Regions from separate parts of the Mus musculus genome. Here region 2 is linked to region 1. The links are chromatin contacts, called in public HiChIP or PLAC-seq maps. All regions are on one chromosome and are shown on one strand. Each heading gives the region's core, a stretch centred on a gene start, on an enhancer-like site or on the middle of the called end of the contact. The rest is flanking DNA. Distances are from core to core; before and after follow the strand shown.

Region 1 (3,214 bases), core at 6-2,505:
AATCCCCCATCTGCACTTCTCGGGGACAGGCCCGAGGGATGTGGTATCTCTCGATGACCACATCTTCCAAGGGGGCTCCGGCCGGGCTGGCACGGCCCAGTCCCCTCTCCAAGGTCTGTAGAAGCAACAGCAACGGCAGTATGCGGAGCCGATGGAGGGTGTGGCTGGAGGACCCCACAAGGAACATGGTGCCCAGACCAGGGACGCCGGCAGTGAGAGCGGACGCCAGCCGCTAGCCTCCTTCCCCCTCCTCTCAGAGCTGACTCCCCCCCTTCCTGTCCTCTCTCCCCACCCCGCCCTGGCGGGTCCACGTGGAATGGGGGCTGGGGAGAATGAGCTGGCCGGGCAGGGTGATGTTTTATGGTGAACTAGGAGGTGGGGGCCAGGTTGAGAGTCTCTGGAGTCCAAGGAATTTGCCACAAAGATCTCTGAGTCTCCCTCCCCCAAAACTCCATCCGGGACTGAGACCCGGGGCCTGGCCCAGAGGGAGGTTCGGGAAAGATGAGAAGTTGGAGTGGACTTCCAAAATGAAAAAGTTTTTTCCAGAGTCTCTGGGTCCTAAAGCCTGTTGGAGGAATCTCTAGCTTTCCCTGGCACCCCAAATCTAGGCCCCTTCTGGTGCAGGTGAGGCTGTAATCTGAGGGCTATTTCAGTTCTACACACACACACACACACACACACACACACACACACACCCGCCCCAACTCTCCTCCCGCGAAAGGTTAGAGGAAAGGGGGGTTAGGGAGAATGTTCTCTAGGTGAAAGGTTGTTTTGTCCTGCAAAAGCCTGGCTGCACTGAAGACACAGGAATCTTGCTCCGGCGGGAGGCTGATGGTGTCAGTGCTAGGTGTGCGGGGTAACAAGAGGTGTGTACGCCTCGACGTCAGCGCGGGTGTTTACCGGGCCACCTAGGGGGAGCAGAGGAGACTCGAGGAGAAAAAGACCAGATTATGTGACTTCGTCCACTTTGCCTACGCAAAGGACAGAGGTGGCACTTAAGGGGGGGGGGGGGGACGACACTGCTGTGGGGAGGGGCTTTCTGGGCGTGAAACGTAGCCCCACCCACCCGTGTCTGCCAGGGAGGGCCAGTGGTGGTGTAAGCATTGCTAGTGGTCGAGGGCCAGCCCACGTAGTGGACTCGAGCGTCAACTGACGGTCCTAGAGAGGCATTCCAGCCTCCCGGCTCTAGCCTAGGGCCCGGCGCTAAGACCCAGCAGGAGCTCCGGGGGTTGGGGGTGGGCTGGGCTGGAGCCCGAGCTGGCTGGAGCCCGACGGTCGCCGGCTGCTCCGTAAGCCTCCGGGCGCGGTGCGGGCATGGCTCGCGGGGCGTGGGGGCTGCTGTGGCTGCTGCTGGGCAGCGCCGGGGCCCAGTACGAGAAATACAGCTTCCGAGGATTCCCTCCGGAGGACCTGATGCCACTGGCCACGGCCTACGGCCACGCTCTGGAGCAATACGAAGGCGAAAGCTGGCGCGAGAGCGCGCGCTACCTGGAGGCGGCGCTGCGGCTGCACCGGCTGCTGCGCGACAGCGAGGCCTTCTGCCACGCCAACTGTAGTGGCCCCGCCACCTCTCAGCCTCGGCCCGCGTCCGGCCCGGACGGCGACCACGACGGCGATGGCGAGGACTGGGCTCGCGAGCTGCGGCTCTTCGGTCACGTCCTGGAGCGCGCCGCCTGCCTGCGGCGCTGCAAGAAGACGCTGCCCGCCTTTCAAGTCCCTTACCCACCGCGGCAGCTGCTGCGCGACTTCCAGAGCCGCCTGCCCTATCAGTACCTGCACTACGCGCACTTCAAGGTGGGCGCGGCCGGGGCCGCCGTCGAGTTTCCCTAGAACGTGAGGCCCGCGGTGCGTCCGAGGCCCCCACTGACCCACTCCCCACGCTCCTCACCAGGCGAACCGACTGGAGAAGGCGGTGGCTGCGGCCTACACCTTCCTCCAGAGGAACCCCAAGCACGAGCTGACCGCCAAGTATCTCAACTACTACAGGGGGATGCTGGATATTGGAGATGAGTCCCTCACCGACCTGGAGGCCCAGCCCTACGAGGTGTGGAGAGAGTGGGAGGGATGGCTAGCCTTGGTACACCTTCCTACAACCTCTTCACCCAACACACACACACACACACACACACACACACACACCTTATGAGCCTTCGGGGTCTTCTTGACTACCCCCGCCATGCACCTCTCCAGGCTGTGTTCCTCCGGGCTGTGAAACTTTACAACAGCGGGGACTTTCGCAGCAGCACAGAAGACATGGAGCGGGCCCTGGCTGAATATATGACGGTCTTTGCTCGGTGTCTAGCTGGCTGTGAGGGGGCCCACGAGCAGGTAGACTTCAAGGACTTCTACCCAGCGATAGCAGGTATATACCATTCAGACCACTGTGAGGTATCCCTCACCCACAGTGCCCTGGCTTCCCAGGCCTTCTAAGGCCTCTTAATGCGTGGCTATGTCCGGTGACCGCATTCAACAGGTCTAGCAAAGTGCTCCAAAGCTACACACGAGTCAGGCCTTTTCTGTCTCCAGTCTGATGAGAGAAATGCTGGTATACATAGCAAATTCTGGGTCAGCTATATAGAGAAATAGATTGCCTCAAAAAACAAAAGAACAGGGCACGGTGGCACAGGCCTTTAATCCCAGCACTCAGGAGGCAGAAGTAGACTGATCTCTGTGAGTCCAATGCCAGCCTGGTCTACAGAGTGAGTTCCTGGGCAACTGAAGCTTTATAGACCTTGTCTCGAACAACAACGGAGATGAGGAATTGACTCCAGGCAGGTGTGTGCAGAAAGCAGGGCTGGGTGGAGGAACCACAGCTAGTCTTTGGATCCGTGACCACAAGGCCCTTCAAGGGAGGTAGCGGTGAGGCAGAAAGAACTATTATCAGGACCCCTATTCTCCCAGAACACACACTCTCTCTCTCTCTCTGTCTCTCTCTCTCTCTCTCATGTCAGACAGGGATTCGGTTACGGGGCAGTAGGAAACAAGTGCTTCTTTGCCTGCACAATATACTGTGTGACAAGCATTTCATACATGTTAACCCAGGAACTCTGGACAAGGAAAGCAGGCTCCATAGCAGATCTTGGTCTCCACCAGGGATCAGGGTTAGCACACATCGCTTCCTAACGGCTGCATCCTTCCTAGATCTCTTCGCAGAATCCCTGCAGTGCAAGGTGGACTGTGAGACCAATCTCACCCCCAACGTAGGTGGCTTCTT
Region 2 (3,237 bases), core at 103-2,602, 640 kb before region 1:
AGAGGCACAACCCAAAAGGAAACTATATCTTCAAATGTCACTGACTTTATGACCTTCACAAATCTCAGACTAGTGGTTTGTGCTATCAAATCAAATCAAACTTAATTTAAGTGTTTTTCTTCTCAATCCCACCACAGAAACTCAGAACTTGTGTATCAGGGAAATGCCAAGAGACTGTGTGAGGCATGAAGATGCTTGTGTCTGGTGCCAGGAATCATGAGCGCTATCCCTGGACCATTTTGGCAAGCACCAGCTAGCTGTTCCATCTCTCAGCAAAGGGCTAGCACCTGCTCAGCTCCTTCTAGGTCTTGGCATACTTCTGAATTTGGCCAATAGAGGGCGCCCAAGCACCAATTAAAATTGGTGGTGCCCCATCTCAGCAGCCACCCATCCCTCCAAAGCCAGGGTTTTGAAAGGTGCAGGAGGCTTCCTCCGAGAGTCTCCTCTTCTACTCAATACTTATACTGCCATACAGACAAACAACATGAGACGCATACTACAAGCCTGTGCTCGCAGACTATGCATTAGGGCATTCAGATGCCAGCAAGCGCCTCCCATCCTCTAACCAGCCTAAGAAGTTTGTTTATGGGGCACACGCAGCCAGGTCTCTCTGTAGGGCGGTGGACTTTCAGCCATGGTCTATTATGGTGTGTCAGGCCATGTAGCAGACACTTAGCGTGTATATTATTTTCTGTTTCTCACAGTAACTTTGCCACATGGCTATCATCGTCTCTCTCCACACAAGACCAAGTCATGTTCAGAGAGCTCAGGATCAGCTGCCAGTGAGGGCAGTTTGTCTCAGAAGCCTACTTCACACTACCGCTACGCCTCCACGTTCCTTTAGGAGAGTGGAGGAAGGCACACGGTCACTTAAAGGCCAAAGGTAAGCCTGCAATCATGGACGTTCTGGCAATAAAACATAGCACCCCAAACTGCCTCAGCTCCTGATAAACATGAGACCCAGGGCCAGGCAACCTCCTCAGAACAGGGCGCCCCTGCCTTGTTGGTCTGCCTGATGGTTCTGATCCAAGCTTCATGGCTCCTCACCGTGCCCAGCATAGGAGGCAACCAGGCTTTAACACAGGCAGGAACTAATGAGAGGTAGGCGCTCTCTCCTCAGATCAGCTCTGGAGACACAGATGGGAACATGAAAGCAAAGGGGGTCAAGAGGACAAGAAAAAGTGAGTCACAGGGCGGGGGGCTCGTTACACAGACACTCCTTACTGGAGTGGCTGGGGAGGTATGCTGCGGAGTGGAGCGTGCTGGCTGATAAACTGAAGAGAGGGTGCCAAGCCGGCAGCTGAAAGCACGCAGCACTCCCAACCTCCCAGGCTTACAGTAAACAAACCACTGGGTGCAGAGAAGAGGAGCCAGGAGGAGAGGGCCGGCTCAGAGAGGGCCAGCTCAAGAGACAGCAGCTTCTGCTGACACAGCAGCACAGGCCTTCTAAAGCAGCTATGGAGGGAGGACTACAGCCCGCCTCTAACATGCAGCAAGTCTCCCCATAGCCTGGTACAGCCAGGCACAGGATCTTAAACTTGCAATGCAAGCCAGGAGAGGAAGATGAGGGTCACAGAGGCAAGGCTTCTCAGGTCAGGGCTGTGCAAAGCCCTCCTGGAACGGAGATCACCCACACCACCTCAGCCAGGGCTTTCTGAGTTTGTGATCCCTTCACAGTGTGGGGTCAACTAGAGCTTCCCAGGATGCTGGGATTAACCCTTTCCTGAAATGGGGAACACAGCACCAAGGGGTAAATGGAGCCCCAAAGAGGCAGAGTCTGAGGCAGGGCTGCTAGCAAAACACAGGCTTCCTGGCCTTTAGGAGAATTCATACAAAAATTATATTCACTATTTATCTGAAACTCAATCTAACTGAACATCCTGTATTACTAAAGAATTCTTAAATTACAGTTGCGTGTGTGTGTGTGTGTGTGGGGTGTAAGTGTACACATCTGAAGGCCAGTGGACAACTTGCAAAGGTTGGCTCTCTCCTTCCATCATGTGGTTCCAAGGGATCAAACTCGGGTCGTCAGACTTGATGGCAAATGCTTTAACTGGGCCACATCGCTAGACTTCTCTTGTATTGGTATTTGCTAGGCCTAGCAACCCTCTTTTGAACTCACAGTCACAGCCCAGCCTCTAGCTCCTCTGTTCCTGAACCATTTCTTCATATAGAGTCCCTAAGGGTCACATGGTACATTAGCGAACACACACCACGGCCCTACACACACACATGCGAGCACACACACACCACACCACCTTTGGAAAAGCTGCTTTAGTATAGCTAGCATCCCACCAAGGCAGCAAGGGGTCCAGTCTAGTGCTCTAAAGACAGGAGTCACAGGCCAGAACAAAACAGAAACACCCACACACAAAATGAACTCCTAGCTGTGCAGGGTAGTTTTTGCCTATAATCCTAACACTTGAAAAGTTGAAGCAAGAGAATTGTGAGTTCAAGGCCAGCCTAGCTATACGGTGAGACCCTGTTTAAACATCAAACAAACAAACAAACAAACAACAATAAAACTAGACCTGTTACCACAACTCCCTCTCCACTCTATAAGCACAATTGGAAGCACTGAGGAATACTGAAGCAAGGAGCAGGTCCTTTCCCGGAAGCCATGAAAAGATGAGCTGGGCTTTCCTGTGGCCCTTCCCTGTGCTAGGAAAGTGGGGGAGGGATGTGCGGTGAGAGCTGGAGGAGGGACAGACTTCTGGTGCCAAGCAAGAGGACTGTCTACTCTTTGTGAGCAAAGGCGTGGCCTGCCCCACCCCTGGCCCCCTGCCACTCACCAGTGTAACCGCAGCGCGTGGAGGAAGGCCGAGAGGCCCTCCATGATCAGCAGGATAGCCACGGTCAGCGTGGCAAAGGCGGCGAAGATGAAAAACAGCCCTAGACCCCCGGCCAAACTCCGGACGTGCAGGCCAATGTGGATCACCATGGTCCAAAGTACTTCAGAGAGCTCTGGGGGTGGGGAGACACAAGGTGCAACTGAGTTTAGCAAAAGGGAGCCTGGCGGTTTGCTCTTCCCCCATTTCCGTGCTGAGTTCCTTGAGCCCTGTGTTCCTGACCGCTTTGGGCAAGATCACTATAAACAGCTAACTTGAGAAAGAGTTGATGACATGATCGATTTGCTCATTCTTGGAGACAGGAGCTGGATGGATTCGAGAACCATCATGTGTTTCTGTGCTGAGGAAGGCCCCACCACTCTAAGGGCGTTCCCTCTAGGAGAGGACT

The links. HiChIP or PLAC-seq counts read pairs in DNA pulled down with a chosen protein or histone mark.
Region 2: an HNF4G HiChIP or PLAC-seq map of pancreatic cancer cells shows a contact between it and region 1. The contact joins the enhancer-like site here to the promoter of P3h4 in region 1. A contact is called at or near these places in 3 of 39 promoter capture datasets (embryonic stem cells, liver and pre-B cells), 1 of 15 datasets of contacts at CTCF or cohesin (embryonic stem cells), 2 of 484 Hi-C or Micro-C datasets (B cells and the G1E-ER4 cell line), 1 of 115 datasets of contacts at active chromatin or transcription factors (pancreatic cancer cells) and 2 of 9 other capture datasets (embryonic stem cells and liver).

Annotation. Positions count from the first base shown.
Region 1 is chr11:100,412,757-100,415,970 of GRCm38.p6, reverse strand. It overlaps P3h4 (prolyl 3-hydroxylase family member 4 (non-enzymatic)), which reads left to right and starts at 1,255. Exons shown (of 8, transcript NM_176830.3): 1 at 1,255-1,794; 2 at 1,892-2,044; 3 at 2,191-2,362; 4 at 3,142-3,214. The coding sequence starts at 1,315. It overlaps Fkbp10 (FK506 binding protein 10), which reads right to left and starts at 277. Exons shown (of 10, transcript NM_010221.2): 1 at 1-277. The coding sequence starts at 187.
Region 2 is chr11:101,055,161-101,058,397 of GRCm38.p6, reverse strand. It overlaps Atp6v0a1 (ATPase, H+ transporting, lysosomal V0 subunit A1), which reads right to left. Exons shown (of 22, transcript NM_016920.4): 21 at 2,793-2,964. Among named protein-coding and RNA genes, the nearest start is that of Naglu, 13 kb to the left of the region's middle. Within about 2 kb of position 1,352, at least 108 of the 459 cell types and tissues checked have an H3K27ac peak or open chromatin away from gene starts, as enhancers often do. A contact at or near this core is called in the G1E-ER4 cell line, liver and pancreatic cancer cells, where this site is marked.